Linked DNA regions of Triticum aestivum: region 1 is linked to region 2. Evidence: chromatin contacts called from public Hi-C data. All regions are on one chromosome and are shown on one strand. Each heading gives the region's core, a stretch centred on a gene start, on an enhancer-like site or on the middle of the called end of the contact. The rest is flanking DNA. Distances are from core to core; before and after follow the strand shown.

Evidence for each region. Hi-C and Micro-C count contacts between places; a contact is called where the count stands out from the background.
Region 1: a contact with region 2 is called in a Hi-C map of leaf, with 2.9 times the contacts expected there. The contact joins the promoter of LOC123107435 here to the promoter of LOC123104426 in region 2. A contact is called at or near these places in 1 of 5 Hi-C or Micro-C datasets (leaf) and 1 of 1 datasets of contacts at active chromatin or transcription factors (leaf).

The regions. Positions count from the first base shown.
Region 1 is chr5A:513,790,558-513,794,124 of IWGSC CS RefSeq v2.1, reverse strand. LOC123107435 reads right to left here and starts at 1,830. Exons shown (of 2, transcript XM_044529423.1): 1 at 1,556-1,830; 2 at 1,038-1,455. The coding sequence starts at 1,815. The coding sequence ends at 1,161. LOC123104429 (disease resistance protein Pik-2) reads left to right here. Exons shown (of 2, transcript XM_044526271.1): 2 at 1-843. The coding sequence ends at 678.
Region 2 is chr5A:513,400,857-513,404,367 of IWGSC CS RefSeq v2.1, reverse strand. It overlaps LOC123104426 (BAG-associated GRAM protein 1), which reads left to right and starts at 2,159. Exons shown (of 18, transcript XM_044526268.1): 1 at 2,159-2,467; 2 at 2,617-2,649; 3 at 2,749-2,846. The coding sequence starts at 2,282.

The sequences.
Region 1 (3,567 bases), core at 581-3,080, 390 kb before region 2:
AACTTGGGGGAGCTGACTAGCTTGCGCAGATTAGGAGTGGATGTCGATGCGACCGAGGAAGTAGGGAAGGACTTGTGCAGCTCAATATCAAGGCTTGTTCATCTGGAACGGCTTGAAGTGCGCTCTAGGTCGCTTGAATTTCTGAAGGAAGCAAAGAAAGCAGAGGAAATGCCACCAAAGCATCTCCTATCACTGCGCCTGTGTGGCCGTTTGGGCAACCTCCCTGGCTGGATGGATCGTCTCAAGGATCTGGCCAAGGTAAAGCTAATTCAGACACAGTTGAAGCAGGTTGACGTCGAGGTGATGGGGAAGCTGCGCAACCTTACTCTTCTTGCACTCTGGGAGGAGTCCTTCGCCGAGAAGATGTTATGTTTTGGGGAAGGTACATTTCCGAAGCTCAAACTGCTTTACATTGAAGGGATGGAGAACATCGAGAGCATACAAATCAAAGATGGTGCATTGGCCGTGCTCGAGAAACTTGAAGTGAAGAAATGCGTTAACTTGGACGACAGTAAGGAGGGCTTGTCCCTTGTGCTGGTCCTCCAAAACCTGAATGAACTAGTCTTGACAAGTTGCGGCGACAAACCGAAGCTGGAGAAGGAACTTCAAAAGCAGATTAGTGGATTTAAGAAGCGCCCCAAGTTTATTACTGGAAAGTCCATTGTATCTAGGAGTTAGCTTACGCGCTACCTCTGTTCTGATGTAGATGATGCACACAAGTTTATTTGTACTCTCCAGATATAGTAGAAATAGATTTCTCATGTAATTTCGTAAAGGAATGTAATGTGTTTTGATACTTTTTTTCCAATGAAGATCTGGCATGTATAGCATTTTTTTTGGTAATATCAGTATCACAAGTTTGAACGTATTCTTACGCAAATTAGCCGGCAGAGTTGCTTGGCGAAGGTCAAGTTCCAGAGCGGAATTTTTGCTTGGTGAACTTCATCTACGTTGTTTATCATTGACTGTCTGGTACTGGCATTGCCAGGTTATTCACAGATAAGAGCGCATCAATTCAAGCGTGTACTTCCATCGCAGGCAGCAAAACGATACTCATTGGGTAAATATTTATGCTAAGATATGGCGAATCGATCTCTGTTATGTGCTCCTCATCGACAAATGAGAAGCTGGTAAATTAAGCGGCGGCACCCAACACAAACTCACTCTACAACGGCCCCTGTCGATCTGGGCTTTATTCCGGTTACGGTGCTGGCCGCGTCCGCGGGCTCCTTCCCCTTCTCCCGCAGCTTGGCCACGGCTTCCTTCATGGCCTCCTTCCGCTTCCTGCTGGCCAACACCTTGGCCTGCACGCCGCTGAGGTTGGGGTCCTTCTTCTCCTTCTCCTCCGACGGCGGTGGCGGGGCCCGCCTCTTGGAGGCCGCCGGCGCCGCGTCCACGTGGCCCAGCAGCGCGCCGGCGCCGGCAGCGGCGATCGCCACGCCGCTCAGGAACGCCCTGCGACACCAAGTACACATCAGAAACAAAGGATGTGGCCGCTGTCTGAAACACAAAGACGCGTCACATGAATCGTAAGAGAAAAAACAGTTGGCTGAACCTCCTGGTGTCGCGGTTGGCTGGAACGCAGCCGCCGTTCTTCTTCGGAGCAGCATCTCTGCCCGGAGCTGCGCCGACGGCTGCGTGCTGCGCAGTGGCGGCGGCGGCGTGGAGGGGCGCCATGGAATGGAGCATTGCTCTGCCCTGAGTTGCTGCTGCTGTATGGTGTAGTGCAGCAATTGGCATAAGCATGTGCATGTCTCTCAAACTGCAGATGCAACCAAAGGGTGGGAGATAGACGTGGCCCCACGGAGGCGTCATGTCACGTTCCCATTGGTTGCGATCCCGTGACATGGATAAGGCCCCGAAAGCATATGCGATTGTTGTGCCGCAGTGCAAAGAGTTCACGTAAGTAGGGCCTTTTCTGCCTCTGCATCTGAGTGTTGAGAAAACAACACGTGGGTAAGGAAGGACGCAGACGGAATTTGCACCTCGAATTTGTGGATCGACGGAGGAATGTCCAATGCCTATTCTTTTAGAATGATGAATGTCTTTTTTTAATGGAGAACAGAATGTCCAATGACTAAGGTCCATTTCTTTTGACCGATTCTTTCAGAATCTTTAGAATTGATCCTTCGCCCAGCTTCTCTGAGAATCTAGAATCCATTTTTTTTACAATCCTAATTGTTTACATCCTAACTATCTAAGATTGTAAAAAAGAATATGAGTTCAAGATTCTGAAAAAAGCTGGATAAATGATCGATTCTTAAGATTCTAGGAGAATCGGCCAAAAAAAATGGGCCTAAATCAGTTCATGTATAGGCGACAAGGCCCGAAAACTCGCATGAGCATGCACCTGCCTAGCCGTGCTCAGACACTCTATTGCCTTGCGATCTGCAAAGTCGTTGGATTCCGCATAAGGTCACACCAAGTTTCAAATTTCAGAATTGTTGTGCAGGCGATAGAGTGCCGAATAAAAATCGCATGACACTCATGATCAACGGTTGTAGCCCACTGACCGACATGGATACATGGTTGCAGTTTTGTGTAGTGCGGAAATCGGCCGCAAAATATCATCCATTAGCAGTTGTATTTAAACTTTAGTTTCTAAAATCGTGATTTTGTCATTCGCTCGCACTAAGTTTTGCAGTTGATACTTATGGAGTTTTAAAAACTCTCTCAAAATGTATTTAAAATAGATCTTATCTGAAGGCCCTCGTCACGAATACCATGAATATGCAAACAAACTTAATTCAAACTTTTGGCGCACAAGATTGAAAATAAATCAAAAGCCAAAAGAAAAATAGGGACACTGCCCCCCCCCCTTACATGTGACATATCCCCTCCTTGACAGGACCCATATTCTTTTTTTTTGAAAGGCCTTAGAGCAACTCTTATAATGTCACTCATATTGATGATCATCATAATGCATATGAAGCGCGCTTCATATAGATATGAAGGCCGCCGAGACGACATAAAGACACATGGTCACTAATCTCCACCTTCATTTTTTTTCTCACTCAAATATTTGAATTCCCTTCAAAATAAGAGGTTTGGCACATTAGGCAATCATACACCTAGTTGTTGACAAGTTGCATGAACAAAAGCAATAATCGGTGACATGTCCAAAATAACACCACGTCGTTGTACCAAGTGGTCAGCTTGGTAAGCTATCAACAAAAATATTGCAACACCACGTCGTTGTGTGCACCGCCCCCTCCCGCGGCGTGTGCACCAGCACCTCCTCCGCCGGCGTGTGCTTTGTACTCTTCTTTGAGGTTCCTCGAACTTATGATGAAATCTCGCACCTACTCCTACAATTCTCGAGCCTCTGGGGTCATTGTCCTTGGATCCATTGTGATAAATTAATGTTGGTTGTGCAGGCGGATAATAAGAAGGCATATGCTAGCACTCTTAGAACATCTACAGCCGGGCGCCTCAAACCCGCCTCATACGTCTGGGCGGGCCGCCCGGTCACTGTCTGGTCATGATTGTTTGACCCAGACGGGCCCCTCAAACGGCCCTCAAACGGCCCTCAAACGCCCGGGCTGACCGGCACCCCCCATATCCATC
Region 2 (3,511 bases), core at 910-3,409:
TTCTGCACCACATACGACCACCACTTTTTCACGTTCGCTATGTATTGTTCTTTTACAAAACAACACCTAACTTTTATTTACGGGTTTTAATTATCTTGCAAAACTATTCTTTGATACCAAGTACTTCTAGTTTTACTTCCTAGGTAAAGCAAACACTTGGTGTACATATGATTGTATCAGTGACATATAGGACCTAAGAAAATACGAATCTTATCTTTAACTCCTACCACCTCTATATTTGGAAAGTGCTATGACAATTCCTTGCACCCAGGGATTACCAACCTCTTTTCTGGCATCATTTTCCGCGAGCAATATGTAGACAAACTACTTTCTTATTGAGCCTAAAATTTGGAATGGAATTTAAAAATTGTTAGTTGTCTATTCGCCCACCCCTCTAGTCGACGATACTGATCTTTTCAGTAGCCTCGTCTTTTCATATTAGGTACGACTTCTTTCAGACCTTTCGCTACTGCTAGTACCAAAAGGAGATGCTCCGAGTGAAGGGACGCTCGTATTGGGTGTCAAGGGCACGTTTGTTTGTCCCAAAAGGATATGCTCCTTGGACCACCTAAGGGTCAATTCGGACACTCTTTGAACTTATAGTGTGTTCCCTCGTCTGCACCTCGAGGTTGTTCAAATTGCTCTACATCTTCAAAATCATCGACAAACACCCTAGCCAAGGTGAGGGGCATCAGAACATTGTGGATGAGTTTGCCCATTGGCGAAGCGACTGTGCGTGTTGCGACATCTTTTAGTTGGCCATCCATCATGGCTTGAAGAGTTCACTGGGCGTCCCCGCAGAAGGGAGCGGTGGCGCGACCGCCTGTTGGACTATAAAGCCTTCTCGTCACTCGGTCGTAAGCCATCTCTCTCTCTCTCTCTCTCCCTCCCTCCCTCCCTCCCTCTCTCTCTCTCTCTCTCCGGCCGCCCTTACCCATCTGTTCAATGTGCAGCTCCTCTGCGGCGGCTCCCCTTGCGCGCTACTCATGGACCGGCCTGGGGATTTGGTCAGGATCTGTGTGTTACCCGCACAAGTCGCCCGAGAGTTGGCCTGGTCGAGTTGATCTGGGGATTTACGGGAGAGAGGAAGTGAGTGATACCTTCGACCGCTTCGTAGGTGAGGTGAGAGGGAGTGGTGGGTCGTGGGCTCACGATGTTCGCTCGCTCTATCATTGGAGCGAACAAATCCAGGTGATGGCATGGCTATCATCTGTGTGCCAAGATTAGTGCGCTAGATCCAACGACGACAAATGTTTTCGATACAAGTGACTAAAAATCTGATACTATTGTTTTTCGAAAAAACTAATGCCCACATGTGTGGGCGTTTGCACATCGCCCACACACCTTCATCACCACTCATTTTGCCACGTATGAATAGATGACATCAACAGAAATCTTTTTGGTTTTCGACTTAAAAATGTTTTATCTCCTAATTAAAAAATCAAATTAAAAATCTGTTTTCACCATTAAACCCGTCTCGACGAGATCTTCAAAATTAGACCCCATGTTGATATGTTTCGATGAATTTTTTTTTGCCCAGAAGTTGCCATAATGTTTACACTGTAGTGGCCATAGTGCTTAAACTAAAGTTGCCATGTGACAATTTTAGTTTGTAGAGCATGACAATTTTAGTTTTTTTATGATGGCAATTCCAGTACTTTGATCATGAAAATATTTTTTTTGTATGAACCATGACAATTTTAAGTGCATGTATCATGACAATTTTAGTTTATGGTACATGACAAGTCTAGTTTCTTAATTCTCCGTTTTATAAGATGTCAAAATTTACTTTTAAATGTAGAACAAAATAGTTAAAACATATGATGGCAACTTCGGTGTAAACATCATGGCAATTCATGTGTAATAGACATGGCAACTTTTAAACAAAAAAAATTCATCGAAATATATCGATATGAGATCTAGTTTCAAAGATGGATTGTGAAAACAGATCTTCAATCGGATTTTTTATTTAAGAGATAAAACGGATCTTAATCGGATTTTGCGAGCGTCCCATCCTGCATTTCCCCGACGCATCAAGATCCGCGCCACCTCACGCGCAAGCGGCCCCAACCGTCGGATCTCACTGGGGGGCCACGCTGTCCCGACCGGTTCCACCTTCTCCGCCACGTCGCGCCCCCTCCCGTTCCGTAACCACCACCTCCCCCCTTTGCCCCCTTCCCTCCCATGGCCATCGCGTGCTTGTCCCTCCCCTCACCCTCTCCCACCCCCGAGAAACCCTAGACCCCCTCCCTCGGCGTCGGCCTCGCGGAGGGTCGGCGGCATGTCGCCGCAGGCGGCGGCGGCGCTCGGGTTCCTCCTGCCCACCTGCTGGGAGATCGAGGTCACCTGCGCCGCGGCCATGCTCATCGTCGCGCTCTACGCCGCCTACGAGCTCCTCGGCCCGCGCGCCCCGCCCGCGGGCGCCGACGACCTCGCCCTCGCGCGGGACCTCGACGGCGCCGACAAGGTAAGCAAGCACCGGCGGTTGCCTGGGGTCCGTCAGTGGGGAAATTTTTGGGCGGTTACGGCATGCGCCGATGAACGATCACCCGTGCTAACGTTGCTAGCGTTTTTGGTTTGGCTTTGTCTGTTCCGCGCGCGGGGATTGCTGCTCAGTACTCCACGGGGCCGTCGGCGTACGTGGTGAAGGTGAGGCTGATCAGCCCCTTGTCTCTGATTTTGTTGCGCCCCCCTGATTGTGATTGACTCTGTGAGCGGTCGTGTGACTTGGGTGCGTGCCTGTAACAGCTGGAGCTGCTAGCCGCGAAGAATTTGATCGCGGCGAACTTGAATGGGACCTCGGACCCTTATGCGCTCATCACCTGCGGCGAAGAGAAGCGTTTCAGGTTCGGTTCAGTATTTATATGTACATTCTCTTCTGCAATGCTGTCGATTCTAGTTAGTTTGGATGATTTGACTTATGGTTACAGCATTATCAGACTATAGGTTTAGGAAGAACTCTGTTCCTGATACATTCCTGACTAAAAACTTAGCAATGGCCATCACACGGTCATATGACTCATCAAAGGTTTTTCATTGGAAAATGACCTTGTCTCCTGGAATTTAGGCTGCACAATACTCAATAAACCACTTTTTTAGGGAAAAACATTTACTGATTGAATTGAAGTACGGAAGAGAGGATTGTAACAGCATTTCATTTGATTTTTTTTAGAGAAGGAGCATTTCATTTGATGACCTGTACAGATAACTATATGTGTGAGTAAACTAGGTTCAAGCTTCATCCAACAACCAATCGAACGCGTTGCCCAAAAGGTTCTGCTGGCGGCTAATGCTGTCCTTTTAAGGTCACAGTAAAACCAAGTTAAATGATGAATTATTGCTACTCACTAGATCATTAGACGAGAGATGGGAGGTGGCTCAGTTTAGACAACTACCAATCGGTGTATAGGAGTGATTCGGCGCAGGAGAAGTTCAGTTCATAGATCTAAATTGCAGATGACATAATTTGGAGATGAATGAATGTGGTTGCTCTCAGGATTGCCGGAAATCC